Linked DNA regions of Zea mays: region 2 is linked to region 1. A link is a contact called in public Hi-C data. All regions are on one chromosome and are shown on one strand. The core of a region is the stretch at or near the end of the contact, and the rest is flanking DNA. Distances in the headings are between cores, read along the strand shown.

The links. A called contact is a pair of places that touch in the nucleus more often than the background predicts.
Region 2: a Hi-C map of ear shows a contact between it and region 1, with 2.7 times the contacts expected there. The contact joins the promoter of LOC100275609 here to the promoter of LOC100285668 in region 1. A contact is called at or near these places in 3 of 25 Hi-C or Micro-C datasets (ear, leaf and tassel).

Annotation. Positions count from the first base shown.
Region 1 is chr1:188,239,863-188,247,380 of Zm-B73-REFERENCE-NAM-5.0, forward strand. LOC100285668 reads right to left here and starts at 4,419. Exons shown (of 5, transcript NM_001158559.2): 1 at 4,078-4,419; 2 at 1,456-1,815; 3 at 1,229-1,346; 4 at 817-1,040; 5 at 1-675. The coding sequence starts at 4,353. The coding sequence ends at 106.
Region 2 is chr1:188,750,988-188,758,505 of Zm-B73-REFERENCE-NAM-5.0, forward strand. It overlaps LOC100275609, which reads left to right and starts at 4,202. Exons shown (of 10, transcript NM_001365910.1): 1 at 4,202-4,401; 2 at 4,826-5,072; 3 at 5,189-5,401; 4 at 5,787-5,867; 5 at 5,943-6,029; 6 at 6,127-6,222; 7 at 6,330-6,383; 8 at 6,475-7,461. The coding sequence starts at 4,833.

The DNA of each region.
Region 1 (7,518 bases), core at 3,169-5,668:
TTTTGCACGCGCCTGGCTGAAAATGCCAGTACTGGGTTGAGCCGCGCCTCTGCATGAACCCCCACCTGAACTCGGCAAAGAATTGTAGGAGAGCTTCCTCACCGGTCACCGCCGCTTCCTCCAGCTGGTCGATCGCTTGTCGCCCGACAGTAGTCTAGGGAGGTTCAGGAGGGAATTCACCCGTGTCACGCCTTCGAGCGCGGACCATTCCTCTTCCTCGTTTGTCGATATGCAATCTGCCAGGCTGCGAGCAGACCCGCACCTTCCAGGCTCCTTCGAGGCTGTAGGTTCGTCGACCGGTACAATCTCGTCGACCTCCCTTAACGTGGTGGAGTGCTGCAGCGTGGCCTCGGAAATGTGCACTGCACTAGATACATGCATGCCAGCATCTGCAATGTCTTCGTCAACCCCTGCACTGGAATCCTGTGTGGAACTGGAAACCTCCACGGTGGGTTCTGCTGTCTCCACATTGGGTTCACTCCCTTGAACCGAGTCGGCCGACTTCTCGTGACCCAAGAATAAGCAGACAACAGCACAGTCATCGCTCTTGGATGTTGGGAACTTCAACCTCCATGACCTGACAGCACAGTCAACAAGGGCCCTGGCTGCTGTCGCACGAGATGGGGCTGATGCTACTATGTCGACAGCCTCCTTATTTGAGAGAACATCCCATACCTACATGCATTGAGCTTTGCAAATATGAGAAAGTTGATGCAGATATACTTTGTTAAAACTTTTCCCTGTGAAGGTGATAAAAAGACAGCTACTCCGAGCAGGGACTGGAAACTAAAGTCACATGTATTGACTGGTGCATACCCCATCGGTGGCTAGTATTATAAATTCATCCTTTTCGGTAAGGCGGCGATATGATATCTCTGGAACAGATATTAAACCATAATCTTTAAGGCAGAAGTCCCCGAAGGCTCTTGCCATTGCCAATCCAGGAGAGTCATTATTTGGCAACCATACCCTGGCAACTTCTGGCTCATCCTGAAGAGCAAAGACCCGTCCTTTACATTGTTGTATCCTCGCAGCTTCCCCTAAAAAAGAAGAAATAAGGATTAAATACTTCGACAACCCAAAGGAAACACCAATGTGGACAAGTATCTTATTGGTGTCATAGTTCGAACAAAGGCACCTCGAGGACAGAGAGGAAAGAAAGAGCAAATATGCAGATTCAGACGTCCTTCAGGGTCAATGAAATGATCAAAGTAAGAATTGAACATACTGGGAAGGTTAGGCTTCAAATCAACTGTGAGTTGCAGAGCAGTTAGATTGTTAGAGGCGTCTCTTGTCCCCATAATTGCTCTTGAGTCCCCAAGATTTCCGATTACAAGGTCCAATCCCTAACAAAAACATGTCTAGCTCATTCAGTAATTTAGTTGTACTTCTACCACTTCTGTCAAAAACTTCAGTATGTGCAAACACCAAGGTAAGTTTTGAAATATCAATCACCTGTTTCACCAATGTTACTGCCGTAGATCCACTGCAGAAACAGTCAACTGTGGGATGCAGCTTGAGTTCCTTGTCCATCAATTTGAAAGCTTTTAGGTAAGATTGCTTCAGTGGAAGAAACATCTCAGGGAGCTTTTCAGTGTCATCACCATCACCCCATTCATCGTCAACAATAGACCCTGTTTCTTCGGAGTTGATGCTTCCATTTTGATGAGGACTAGAGCCCCCATTAGCACTAGTTTGCCATTGTGTGCGCAACTTGACAGGAAGTGAATCTCTAACTTTCTTTGCAACAAAATGACCGTATGGCCCATGGCCATCAAACACACCACAGAAGATGCTGTCGCTTGAATTAAAACTCTGCAGTGACAAAAAAGCAAATTCATACAATAGTCAAGTAATAGCATTTATTGCACTATAAATTGATATTTTTCCTTAGTGTGTGTGAGTGTATCCAATACTCCAATCAGGTAGTAATGTCTGTAGTTTTCTAACCAAGAAGTTATGTAAGTATTGAGATAGGCTGATTGACAAGGTTTCAACTTTCAACAGACTCTGCTGGTTGCATTTTATTTGTCCACTAGTTTTGCAGTATTAAAAGAAAAACATCAACAAAGAATACTATGGAGAAAATCAGTAGCTAAGCAAAGAAAAAGAAAAAAAAACGACTATAGCGTGGACACCCAATCATCCATGAAATGAAACTAGCAAACTTAGGAATGATGACACGCGATAATATAAACTGAGTAGGTCTGTTTCACACTGCGACTAAGAAACATTCCTACACTACGTTCAGAAAAGTCCTATCAGCAGCAAATCAATCTGCAACAGTCACATGCATACTGTGAAATGTTCAAAGATCAATAGAAAAATATGAACTCCTGTACACAATGGGCATTGTACATAAAACAAAAAAAATGTGAAGAGTAAAACTGAAGCCCCAAGATGGTAACAAAGGCACATCACCCAATCCTGAGTTTCAACAAAACTTTAAAAAATGAACAGGAAGTACCTCATTCTAATTAATAGAACCATTCTGAGAATCTATAGGCATAAAGTCTTTTTACTGTCTTCTGAAGGACATGATTCGCAATGCAACTTAGAGAGAGAGAGAGAGAGAGAGAGAGAGAGAGAGAGAGAGAGACTGCCTTTAGGCTATCCACACTCATTCTACTCTAAATTTCTACTCTAAAAGGAATATTCTATCCTAGTCATCAACATTTTAAAATACAGTAGCCAAACTCCCGCATTCAAAACTACTCTATATCTCAACCCTATACAAACTACCACATTTTTTTATCAATATATATCAAAAATTCCCACCGGCTGGCTGGCTGTTCCCACCGGCTACAGTGCATAGAGTTGCCACCGGCCGAACTCCAGATGTAGCGTCCAAATCGCGGCTACAGTGGATAGAGTAGCACATCCAGTACGCGAGTGCAGCAAAATTTCTACGCTATCCTTTAGCGTTCGCGTGTCCAGCTCGTCGGTGCGGCTAGCCTTACTTCTTTGACTTGTGCTAAACTAAAGTGTACAGATATATTCTTTAATACTCACAGGACAGCAACCTTGCATATGTTAGCTAGGTCTAAAAATTGTGTGAGACCATCCATAGGTCAATTTCACGCTCTCTCGCTGCTATACCCAACTTATGAGATAAGGATCACAACTTAATGTGCCAGTTGCTTACTAATGAAACTAAAGAGAAATTGATGAATTGATTATGATGGATCTTTAAAAAAATGGAATAAGACAGGCCCAACCAATTGCTTGACAGCACAGGCTCATCAGGTTCAAGAAAGCAGCAACATGATACCAGTCGTCGAATAAAAGGAGATCAATACAAAGAAAGGTACAAAAGGTAGCCGAAGGAACACAGTAAAGAATCTCGCCTGGCCTAAACTCCAAACAACGTTTAGAACCAAAAGCAAAGACGGTAGATGAGCAATGCTCCAATATCCCAACCACTCGATCTTTTGGGGAAAATATTAAATATCCCAACCACTCGTGCGCGCTACCCTCTTCGACCATTCCTTGTTTGCTCTTTGAGAAATCGACCCTTTTCTGCTTCTGAGAAAGCATCAGACAAATTTTCAACTCCTCTGGATACTAATCACTTCTCTGATAAAAAAAAACTCGATTGATCTACATGATACACCGCGCATTTGGAATAAAGCCGTCCCGTCCGTGGATTGAAAGGGTGCGAATAAAAACCAAACCATATAAAAAAACCGAATTCGAACAACAGCTACAGATCCGAATCTATCTAGATCACTGTTCGCTGCAAAGAACACCTCACAAGAGTTTACTGTGCGTCCTAAAGATAAACCCCTCCTAACTTCAGAAATTACAGGTTTTTTTACATGCAGACGCTTCCCTCCTCGAAATCAGAAAGAAACGAAACTGAATACCAAAATATGTCCCCGCCCATTTACCATCTAGTATAAGCGCGATCATTTTCGATAATCAAAATCATGCGGAAAAAAAACGAGAGAGAGAAAGCAGTGTTTAGGGGACCAAGGATCGCAGACGGAGCGGGCAGCCGCCACTGTCCACTGACGGGAGTCCACCGGAAGGAATCACCACCCGGCATCCGGCAAGAAGCGGCGTTTACGAGCTCACCTCCCACACGACCATGGCGTCCTGGTTGGTGCCCTTCCGGCCCTGCTGCGTGTGGAGGCACGCCACCGCGCTGGCGCCTTTGCCGCACAACCTCCCGGGGACCCGCGCGAGCTCGTCCTCCGTCATCTCCCCCGCTCCTCCGGGCAGCTTCTTCCCACCGCCGCCGGCGGCGCCGGCGCCGGCGGCCGCGCCCTCCCGGCTCCCGTGGCGCCGCTTCCGCCACGCCGCTGGGCCATCGCCGGCGGCGGGGGCCTCGGAGGAGAGGCAGGAGCCCATGACGGCCAACGGGAGGGAAGCGACACGGTGGAGCACAGGGTGGAGGTGGCGGTGGTAACTGCCGCTGCCTGCCTGTCTGTCTGCAAACTGTTCTGATGATGCTCGAGATTTGCAGGTCTAGTGGAGTCATTTGTATCGTATGGTCTTGTTGCTTGGAGGTCCGTGCTTAAAAAAATGGCATTTTGGTTTTTAATTAGGGTTTGGTTGGGTGTTGGTTTAATTGACTATTACGATGATGCTCTCCTCTCGTCTCCTCTATCCTCTCCTCGCGGGTGATGGAATCCAATGACGGTGAGACGGTGAACATTTTACTCCAAGATAAAGACAAGTTACCAAAAAAAATTGCCATGTGGGATGGTGGTGGCTGTCTCGATAAAGACACGTTTTTTAATTAATATTCGTTGTGGTTCCTAAGCTATACACTGAGTACAGTATGGAAAGCAATGCAAATACCGAGTGTATCTGCAATCTGTAATTGCAATAGGTAGTAGAAAATGATATAGATTAAAGGTAAACGAATAGACTAATTAACATCGAAATAATTAATATGAGAAAAACAGGCAACAAAGGGTAGGCACAGCAAGCATGTGCCCCTGTCGTCTTAAAACACACTGAGGGAGTGATGAGTACAGGAGTACCGAACTGCATTTTTTTCTCCTTTTTATTTTCTTGTTTAGTACGCAGTTGCGCTTAAAAATGTATAGTATAATCCAGAAAATACTCCCATTTCTCGACAGATTTCCAGTACTCCTGAAAGAGTATTTTAGAAGGAAAAAAAAGGGGAAAAGTTTTTTTAAAAAAAGTGAGCACCTCGCCAAGTATAAGGAGCGGTCCAATCCACTCATCTTTCTGAGACCACTTTTTGACACAAGGCGGGAACTTTCTGGTGCATCTCCTCCTCTTTGGATTCTGGATTGAGATTTTGCGCACTATACGACTGATGAATGTATAGTAGTCTCTTTGGCATAGCCCTTTTTTGTCAGCATGGGGAACGAGACGTCTGATGAGTGATTGCCTCATGGGCTCCCCCGCCCCCTTGGCCCTTGCTCTGCCCTCATCAGCACAGGTGCATGCAGTAGTGCTGATGAATCTGTGGGGCATGTCCCAAATTAATCAAGTTTTTCAGCTGCCAAACTGAATACCCCGGCGGTGGTTGAGTTGACTTGGCGGCCATTCAGATGAGAGTGCGTTGACAATAGCGCCCGTTTTATTTTTTGTTTTCAGTTAAACCGCACAGACGAAGTAGCTAGCTAGATATCCTGTGGTTGGTTGACCAAGAAGATCTCCGGGCACATGACTTTAGCTAATGTTGCCAAAACCGCGTCGATCGATCGCGAGAGAGAGAGAGATGTCCTGACTCCTGAGTGATCTTGCTGTCGCAGACAAGCAAGGCCGGAGGAGCCTCCGGCAATACGGCCTGCTGGATCGAGCTGTTGCATGTGAAAGCAACGTGCATGAAGCAAGCAGGCGAAGGCGAGTCTATCTCATTCCGGATCATGTCAATCTCATCCGAAACTGTAGGGGCATGTTCGTTTGCAGGGGATAATTTCCCCTAGTGGATCTAATCCAGGGAGGGATTGAGTGAATCCCTCCCTTTCACTTAATTCCCTTGGGGGTTTAATCCCTCTATGGTTTAATCCCTGCCTCAAAATATTCATTCGGTTAATCCCTGCCATATATAACAGAATTCAACAAGGAAACAAAAGAAGCAAGTCCGGCAACAATTCAATGGCTGAGTGATGTGTCCGGCAACAAATCAACACTTCTCTGAATTCTCAGAATTTCATAGGCCCATCAATTACATATTGATATATCACGTAAAATCTAAAATTTCATCTGTATACATAGTGAAGTATAATTGTCAATTGATCAAGTAAAATACAAGGTATCACAATATATTGTACAATTGCAATTATACCGAAGAAATGATTTGACAGTGAAAAAAATACAAATATAAAAACTGAAAGCCTGAAAGAAAACTACTCTAGAAAACTGAAAGCATGCTGAATGCAAAAGCTTTTGCATGGGAAGGACTGGACTGCACTACCGATCCTCCAACTGGTTTCCAAAAATAACAGTATTGTATGTTTCAGACATATTTGAAATAAAAAATATAAAAAAAATTGAATCGCTATAGCAGTCTAAGTTTCAGTTTAAACTCTCAAGCTAGACTCACAGCAAGAACAGAAGCTAATTGTATTCCTCATTTATTTGGCAGAAACTTGTCTTCAAGTGGGTTGGTCGGTCCTATCACTACCTATTTTGGAGATCTGAAAGCACTCCAGTACTACTTGCAAGTTCCAAATTAAACTCTATCTAGTTCATCTCCTCCCCTCTGCTTGTTTACTTGTATTTTTTACCTATTTTCTCTCTTGTATGTCTAGCGATTTCTGTTACCTGTACCCGGGATCTGTCACACAATAACTTGTCTTGCTCCATTCCAGATTACCTTGGAAAGCTTCCGTTTCTAGTGTTTCTGTAAGTCCCACTAAATATCTGCTCGAGTTTTAGAACCTTCATAAAGTGAACTTTTCATAGACATGCATATATTTCCAGTCATTGAACAGGCAACTTATAAGAACAGACACATGTCTTCTAAGAACAGAATGCCTACTACTAGCCTAATCCATATCAATACTACAACCTGTTCAGCTATCATACAATTAACACTAACTCTTTAGTGGCTCTAATACTGTTGTAAACTTGTACACACACAACTGTAAGAGATGGTTCTAGTGTGGAAGTAACATTTGTCTTGGATTATCTGTACATGTTAACATAACAGATTTGGAGCTGCAGTTTTATTATTGTGCATCACAGTACATTGCTTTTAGTTCTTTGGTCAATGAACTCAAAAGCATCTACCACTACAATTTATATGGGAACCTGCAAGCAGAGAATCTTGCAATAACAATATCTGGGAGATGGTGAAAGCTTCTTTTCATATTCTGTTTGGGAGGTCTACTCTTCAGTTATTTATATAAAGTTGATTTTTGATCATCCATTTTTTATGGCCATGAAGTGCATTGGACAGAAAAAAAATCTATAGAAGCAATTAAAATGGACACGAAGGCCTTTGTTCAAAGTAATTTGACATGCTACTACCATGGATAGTGACCTAGCAATATCTGAATGATTTATCTTTTGTTCTGCATAGACTTAGGT
Region 2 (7,518 bases), core at 2,952-5,451, 510 kb after region 1:
CTGGATGGAAAGTTCACGGTCATGTTTAGTGAGCATGGTGCTCGAAGGTTCCGGTCTGCTCGTGAAATCGGTCGTAACTTGTGTTACCTAACATAAATATCATTTTTGCATGCACGGTCTTTGGCAGAACGTGATCATCTAGAAGCAGACTCCCAATAACCGTCAACAAGCCATTGAATGCGTCTCTACTCATGCTGTACTGCGACTTGAACGCCATTACACGCCCAATAGCATCCAGTTGAGAAACCTTTGTCTGGACATGAAGGGGCTTCTGTGCCGCGTCGAACATGTCATAGAATGCCTTTGCAGTCGGCTCTGGCTCGTCATCCATACATCCTCCCGTGTACTGTGCTTCCTGATAGTCATTCAACATATCCGCTACCCCCGCATCGGCATCATAATCCTTGACACGTTGTCTTAGCACTTCCTCTCTCATACGATGCGCTTCACCATGAAATATCTACCGAGTATAGCCCGGCGTAAATCCATTCTTCCAAAAGTTCTACCATGGCCTTCTTTGGTTTTCTTTTCCGGTTGGCACATTTGCTGCACGGACATGGGACTAGACTCGCTCCTTTAGCAGCTTCGCCATATGCCCGTTCTATGAAATCATCGGTTTTTCTAATCCATTCATGGGTCACATCGCTCCTTCCTCTATGGCCCATGTACATCCATTCACGGTCCTCCATCCTCTAACATAAGCCTAACAATAGAAAATTTTGGCAGCACCTCCCCTGCACGGGAAGGTTTATAAAACCTGCAAATAAAAATATCAGCACGATGGCTGACAACCACGTATATTTCAACGACACGATGGCCGGCAATCACATTTATATATTCAATCCACTCCATAGCCACATGCAAACTACATTTATATTTTAATCGAATCGTTGCCGAGTGCCGAGTGCTATCACTATCAAACCTAATATCAAACCTAACAATTCCATATAACCATATGTAGACCAACTATATAACTATATGTAATTATTTCATATAACATAATAATAATCGAATCTATCACATGTAACTGCATATAACCATATTAGATCGTATACCTTAACCGGAGCGGCGGTGGTTGGCGGAGATGGACGAAGCGGGGAGGATGGCGCGAGATTGACGGGGTGAGGGCCGGAGTGGCGGAGATGGCGCGACGCGCATGGTTGGCAGCGCGCGGGTAGCAGGGCGCAGGGGCGGCGGCACGCGACCCGGCGGCGTGGGGGCGACGCGAGGGCCGGCGGTAGGGCCGTGCTGCGGTGGGGGCGGCGCAGTGTGCTGCGCGCGGTGGGAGATAGAGAGTGAGCGAAGAGAAGAAGAGGAAGACGGCTGGTGTATTATTCAGCGGCTTTGCCGAGTGCCAGATTACGGGCACTCGGCAAAGAATTTCTAAAAAATTTAAAAATATATTTTGCCGAGTGCCGACTGACAGGCACTCGGCAAAACCTTAACTTATTGTTTTTGCCGAGTGCCCGCCAGCTCGCACTCGGCAAAGACAGCTTTGCCGAGTGTCTTTTCTGGACACTCAGCAAAGTATGTTTTTTATTTTTTTCTTTTCTCAACCAAACTTTTTGTGGTATGTTCCTACACTATGTAGACCTACATGTACCATTTTGGGACAATTATAACAGTGTTTTCAATAGCTAGTAGATTTAATTCGTTTATTTGAATTTCTTCGGAAAATTCAGATTTGAATTGCAAGTCACTCAAAACTTGGAAAACTGTGCATGCAAAAATGATATTTATGTTAGGTAACACAAGTTACGATCGATTTCACGAGCAGATCGAAACCTTCGAGCATCATACTCATTAAACATGACCGTGAACTTACCATCCAGTTGTTTGAAAATTGTATAAAACACAAACAAAGTCAGAAAATCATGAAACTTGTCCATGTGTCATGATATCATATATAGAGCCTGTGATAATGACACGTGGACAAGTTTCATGATTTTCTGACTTTGTTTGTGTTTTATACAATTTTTAAACAACTGGATGGAAAGTTCACGGTCATGTTTAGTGAGCATGGTGCTCGAAGGTTCCGGTCTGCTCGTGAAATCGGTCGTAACTTGTGTTACCTAACATAAATATCATTTTTGCATGCACGGTTTTCTAAGTTTCGAGTGATTTGCAGTTCAAATCTGAATTTTCCGAAGAAATTCAAATAAACGAACTAAATCTACTAGCTATTGAAAACACTGTTATAAATTATAATTGTCCCAAAATGGTACAAGTAGGTCTACATAGTGTAGAAACATACCACAAAAAGTTTGGTTGCCAAAATTTAAAAAATAAAAATATACTTTGCCGAGTGTCCAGAAAAGACACTCGACACAGCTGTCTTTGCCGAGTGCCAGCTGGTGGGCACTCGACAAAGAATCCTCTTTGCCGAGTGACAACCGACGGCCCTCGGCAAAGGTTAACGGCCGTCAGCTTTAGACGGTCGTTGACGGCTCTTTGCCGAGCGCCTTCTTTGCCGAGGGTTCGACACTCGGCATAGAAGTTTTTGCCGAGTGTTCTTCTGCACCGAGTGTCCTGCACTCGGTAAACAACCTCGTTACCGAGTGTAGGACTTTGCCGAGTGTGGCTCTCGGCAAAGCTGTCTTTGCCGAGTGCCCGACTAAAAACACTCGACAAAGCTCCTAGCACTCGACAAATGCCTGGATTCCGGTAGTGATTGGATGGATTTGAATCCCAAACAAGTCAAATTTCTTCTTAATTTTTTCTAATCCCATCCAATCCATGTGTATTGGGAATAACCGAACAAGACCTACCATGGTGGCAGCACAGCAAGGATAGCGTCTGAGTTGAAAAGAAAATATGCTATATGTTATTTATATATTGATTTTGGTGATTAATGATCAACACAATACTGTAATCTAACTAGTTTGTTAAGTAAGTGAATACAACTTCATAAGAATAAGATTGATGCATTCAATGAGAAAGATAGCTCAAACATAGGTCAGAAGAGGTAAAACTTTGATAAGTTGAAATATGAGTAGTTTTATAAGTTTAGATAAGTTCTAAATGACCTTAGTAATATTTTTGAGCACCTTAGTAAGATTGAGAAGTCGGATTATTTTTGGAAAAAAGTGCTTGTGGTGCTAAGAGTATCTCCAATAGATCTCTTGAAAATGACTTCTCAAAATCAGTTTTAATGGACATTTAAAAAATTAGTGGGGTTAGATTTTAATTATTTTTCTAACAGATCCCTTAAAACGATAGATTATTTCTAAGAAGCCCAAAAAACCTCTTACTTGTAGCTACAAATTAAAGAGTTTTAAGGGATATGAAAAATTTAGGAGTGTTTTAGGGAAACTGTTGAAGACACGTTTTTTGTTTTTCCTAAAAAATTTAATTTAGGAGAAACTTTTAAAAAGCTCTAGGAGATGCTCTAAGTTTGAGGTAGATTAAGAATATAAGGAGGTGTTTGAATGCACTAGAGATAATAATTATGGCTAAAATTAGCTAGAGACATCCAAACACCCTTTAGCTATTAGCTATTTTTAGTAAATTAACTACTAGTTAGCTAACTATTTGTTAGCTAGCTAATTCTATTAGTATATTTTTAGCTAACTAATTAGAGCATCTTCAAGAGACTAGCTAAATGACTCGCTAAGCCAAATTTTAGCTACTCAATAGTGAATTAAATCTCCAACAGACTAGCTATCTGACTCGCAAGCTATCTGACTCTGTAAATTGGCTCTCTCACTAGCTAAATTTGGCTAGTCACCTGACTAGCCAAACTAAATAGATAGTCTGTTGGACTGAGATGCTATATATAGAATGTAATCTTTATGAAAACGTAAATAGATAGTCAAATAGAGAGAAAAAATGAAGAGTCTCTCGGAGATGCTCTTATTAGCTTTAGTGCATTCAAACATACTCTAAGTCAGAGATTAAAGAAAGATAAAAAAACTATGACTTAAGGGGTGTTTGAATGCACTAGAACTAATAGTTAGTTGACTAAAAATTGTTAGTAAAATTAGCTAGCTAACAAATAACTACCCAACTATTAACTAATTTACCAAAAATAGCTAAGTTATTTGGATGTCTCAACTAATTTTAGTCACTAACTATTATTCAAACACCTCCTTAGATTATTAATAGGTCGTGTATCGGTCGACCCGTTTGGCATCTGCAGTGGTGGGCGTAAAATATATCCCGTCAGCCATGACGCAGATCGACGGAACACGAACGGCGCACTCAACTGCTCATAGAACCAAAACCCCTCTCCGTCACCGCGGTGGCAACCTGCCGTCATCGCCATCGCCGCGTGCGTTCTCGAACGTTCTTGTGGCCTAGAAATACACGTTTCCCAGGCCGGCGACGCCGACGCCGACGCGGTCACGCCTTTTTTTTCAGCCGGCTGGTTCACGTGCTCGACGACGGCGAGCGTCTGTCTAGGTGCGTACAGGACGGCGGGCGCTCAATACGTCCACCCGCAATTTCGATTTGCTCAGTTGAAGTATTTAAATCGATTCAGCGACTGTTTCTGTGACGGGATGATGGTTCTCGTTCCTGGCGAGGCGAATTTTGTCATCTCGTTCGTATCGGGGCTAGATTTAGTTGTTTGGCTATAGTTTGGCTGAAGGGTAATTTGTTAGATATAAAACCGGATTGCCCATTTTAGTCCATGATGATGATTGACTATATTATGTTGATTAATCCTACTAGATCAGATGCGCTTGAGGTTTCGAGTTCTTTTTTTTTTTGCATGACCAATTCCATATGTTCCGTGCGTGCCTGACTGATAACCTAATCAGTAGCACTATCACATGCTTTTTTGGTAATCCGAGGAATTGATAGCATGAGGTGGGTCTTGTATCAGGAGCAAGATGGATGGGAACAGGATAGCTCGGTTTTCGGTCACCTGGAGGGGCAGCCAACTTGATGTGGATGCGGATCCAAGTTGTACCGTGAAAGAGTTTGGGCAACTGTTGCAGGACTTGACTAGTGTTAGGCCAGAGACGTTGAAGCTCATTGTTCCACGATCTACAAACAAAGGCTCCAAGCTGATCATGCCATTTTCGGATGCACATTCGAGATTGACACTGAATGGAGTGGGTATTAGCGAGGTAAGATGTGGCTAGCGTGTGCCATTCGCATACTCGTTAGTATATCACTTGACAGTGGATATTATAACGGCAGATGGCGTATGAAATCGTTGTGACTGAAGTTTTTCTTACTACAGGGAAAACCTATCCGAATGATGGGAGTTTATGATGATGAAATCGAGGAGGTATCCGACAATGGCAAAAGACCTGACCAACGCATTATTGGATTTGATGAAGAAGAACAGCGGCTTAGGCAAAGATCATTAGGCAGGCCACAGATTTCACTCAAACTTCCCCAGGGACAATACATCTTCTGCGATTTTCGGACGCTTCACTTACCTGGGATTGAGGTTAGTCAACCTCCCTTCTCCTACCTGCTTTGTAGTGCCTAGTGCCCTGCAGATGTTCCAGTTTCCTGTACCTTGCTTGAATTATGTACACTCTTCACCTCAATAAGTTCATTCAGTATGCACCTTAAATATTTGCTAATGGTTTAAGGAACTACATCAGTGTATTTTTGCACAAAGTTCTGTCTGGGACTGCTTGTTTTGGGCTCGGAGTTGCAAAAAGTGTTAATTGCTTTATAGTGTCAACAATTATGATTTTTATTGTAAAACCTCGCCTAGAACATGCTAGTACAAGTACACACATTTCTAATTTGTATGTCCTTGGATGTGCAATGGGGTTGTTTTGACTTAATCTGCTGTACCTGTTTACTTACCTTTTCCCTGCTAGCTGAATCCTCCACCTTCGGAAGCTCTGAAACGAATGCACATGCTTGCATGCGACCCTGGTGTAATTGCGATCATGAAAAAGGTAATTGCCTTAAAGAAGTGATCATATGCTTACTAAGGGAGGTCCATTTTTATTTGACTTTGTTGTTGTTTTCAGCATAAATGGAGAGTCGGAATCATGACTGAGATGGCTCCTGTTGGATATGTAGGCATCAGTCCAAAATGTATTTTAGGTTTCAATAAGGTGAACATAAGCTGTCACAATTTATATGCAATAGATTGCTAGAAAAAGTAACACATTAGTTTCTGAAATATACCTGTGGGTCATATTATTCATGCAGAACATGGGAGAGGAGATATCTCTTCGCCTGCGAACTGATGATTTGAAGGGATTCAGGAAGTATGAAAGTATCAAGAAAACTCTACTTCATGAGCTTGTATGTTTTTTTTGGTTTTTTAAAGATTTCCCATAGTTTTTGTTCACTGCATGGGGTCTTTTTTATCTTACACTAAAGATATCTCTTTGCCTGTATTGCAATTGCAGGCACATATGGTGCACTCTGAACATGATGCAAACTTTTTTGCCCTTAATAAGCAGGTGTTTCCTAGATATTCCCATCACATTCGGTTGCCTATCTTGTTACATTTGCGTTTATTTGATCTTAATTTTGCTTTTTAATTTTTGGCAGTTGAACGAGGAAGCTGCTTCCATGGACTGGACCAAGTCTACAGGTCATATGTTGAGTGGTCGTAAAATCTTCGATTCATATGAAGAGGAATTTGTTCTAGAACCAGAGATAACTGTTGCTGGTCACAGGCTCGGGGGAGAGTCAAGTTCGCTTGCTAGCGCTCGTGCGTTGTCTGGAGCTGCTGCTTACCAGCGTTTTCTGAATGCATCTGCAAATGTGGATCATGCTTCAGGCACTAAAATTGAATATAGTTCTGATGATGTTCCTCGAGGTTTTGTTCATGAAACTGTGAAGGTAGAGCCAGATCCAGATTATGCTATGCATGTGGATTCAGCAGCTGGGCTATCATTTGCAGGGCAGCATACTATTGGTTACTCTGATCCTAATCCTGACGATGTTGGCAAGCAAAGTTTTGATAGATGCCTAGAACCTGATCCTGATGATTCCTCAAATGCTAATAATCTGAACCAGGAGCTGAGGTTTGATGTAAGACACCTTAGTGAACCTGACCCTGATGATGGTAGTAATGAAGTTCTGGAACATGGAAACACGATGGAAATGGATAGTGAACTGACAAACCACATCACAGTTGTGAAGTATGAACTTGACCCTGCTGATTCCTCAAATGCTAACCAGGAGTTGATCATTGATGGGAAGCATGGTGAAGAACCTGATCCTGATGATACTTGTCAAGATGTTTTAAAATCTGGTAATGGGACAGAAATGATAACAGAACAGAGTGGAAATTCCATGGTTCTGAAAGCTGAACCTGATCCTGACGATCATGTTGGTGACTCAAACATCAATGAGCTGCAAAGGGTTGAAGAACCAGTGAGAGCCCTCTGTTCACGACTCCAGAAGTCCATTAAGATGCTTCGGTTGCAAGCAACACCTGTAGAGGCAGAGTCTGCTATTCAAACTCTCTTTAAGATTATCAAGAATGTTATAGAGCATCCAAATGACATTAAGTATAAGAGATTGCGTAAGGTATACTTATTTGTTCTTGTTTTTCATTATCCTTGCATATTATGATGCATCATTCAT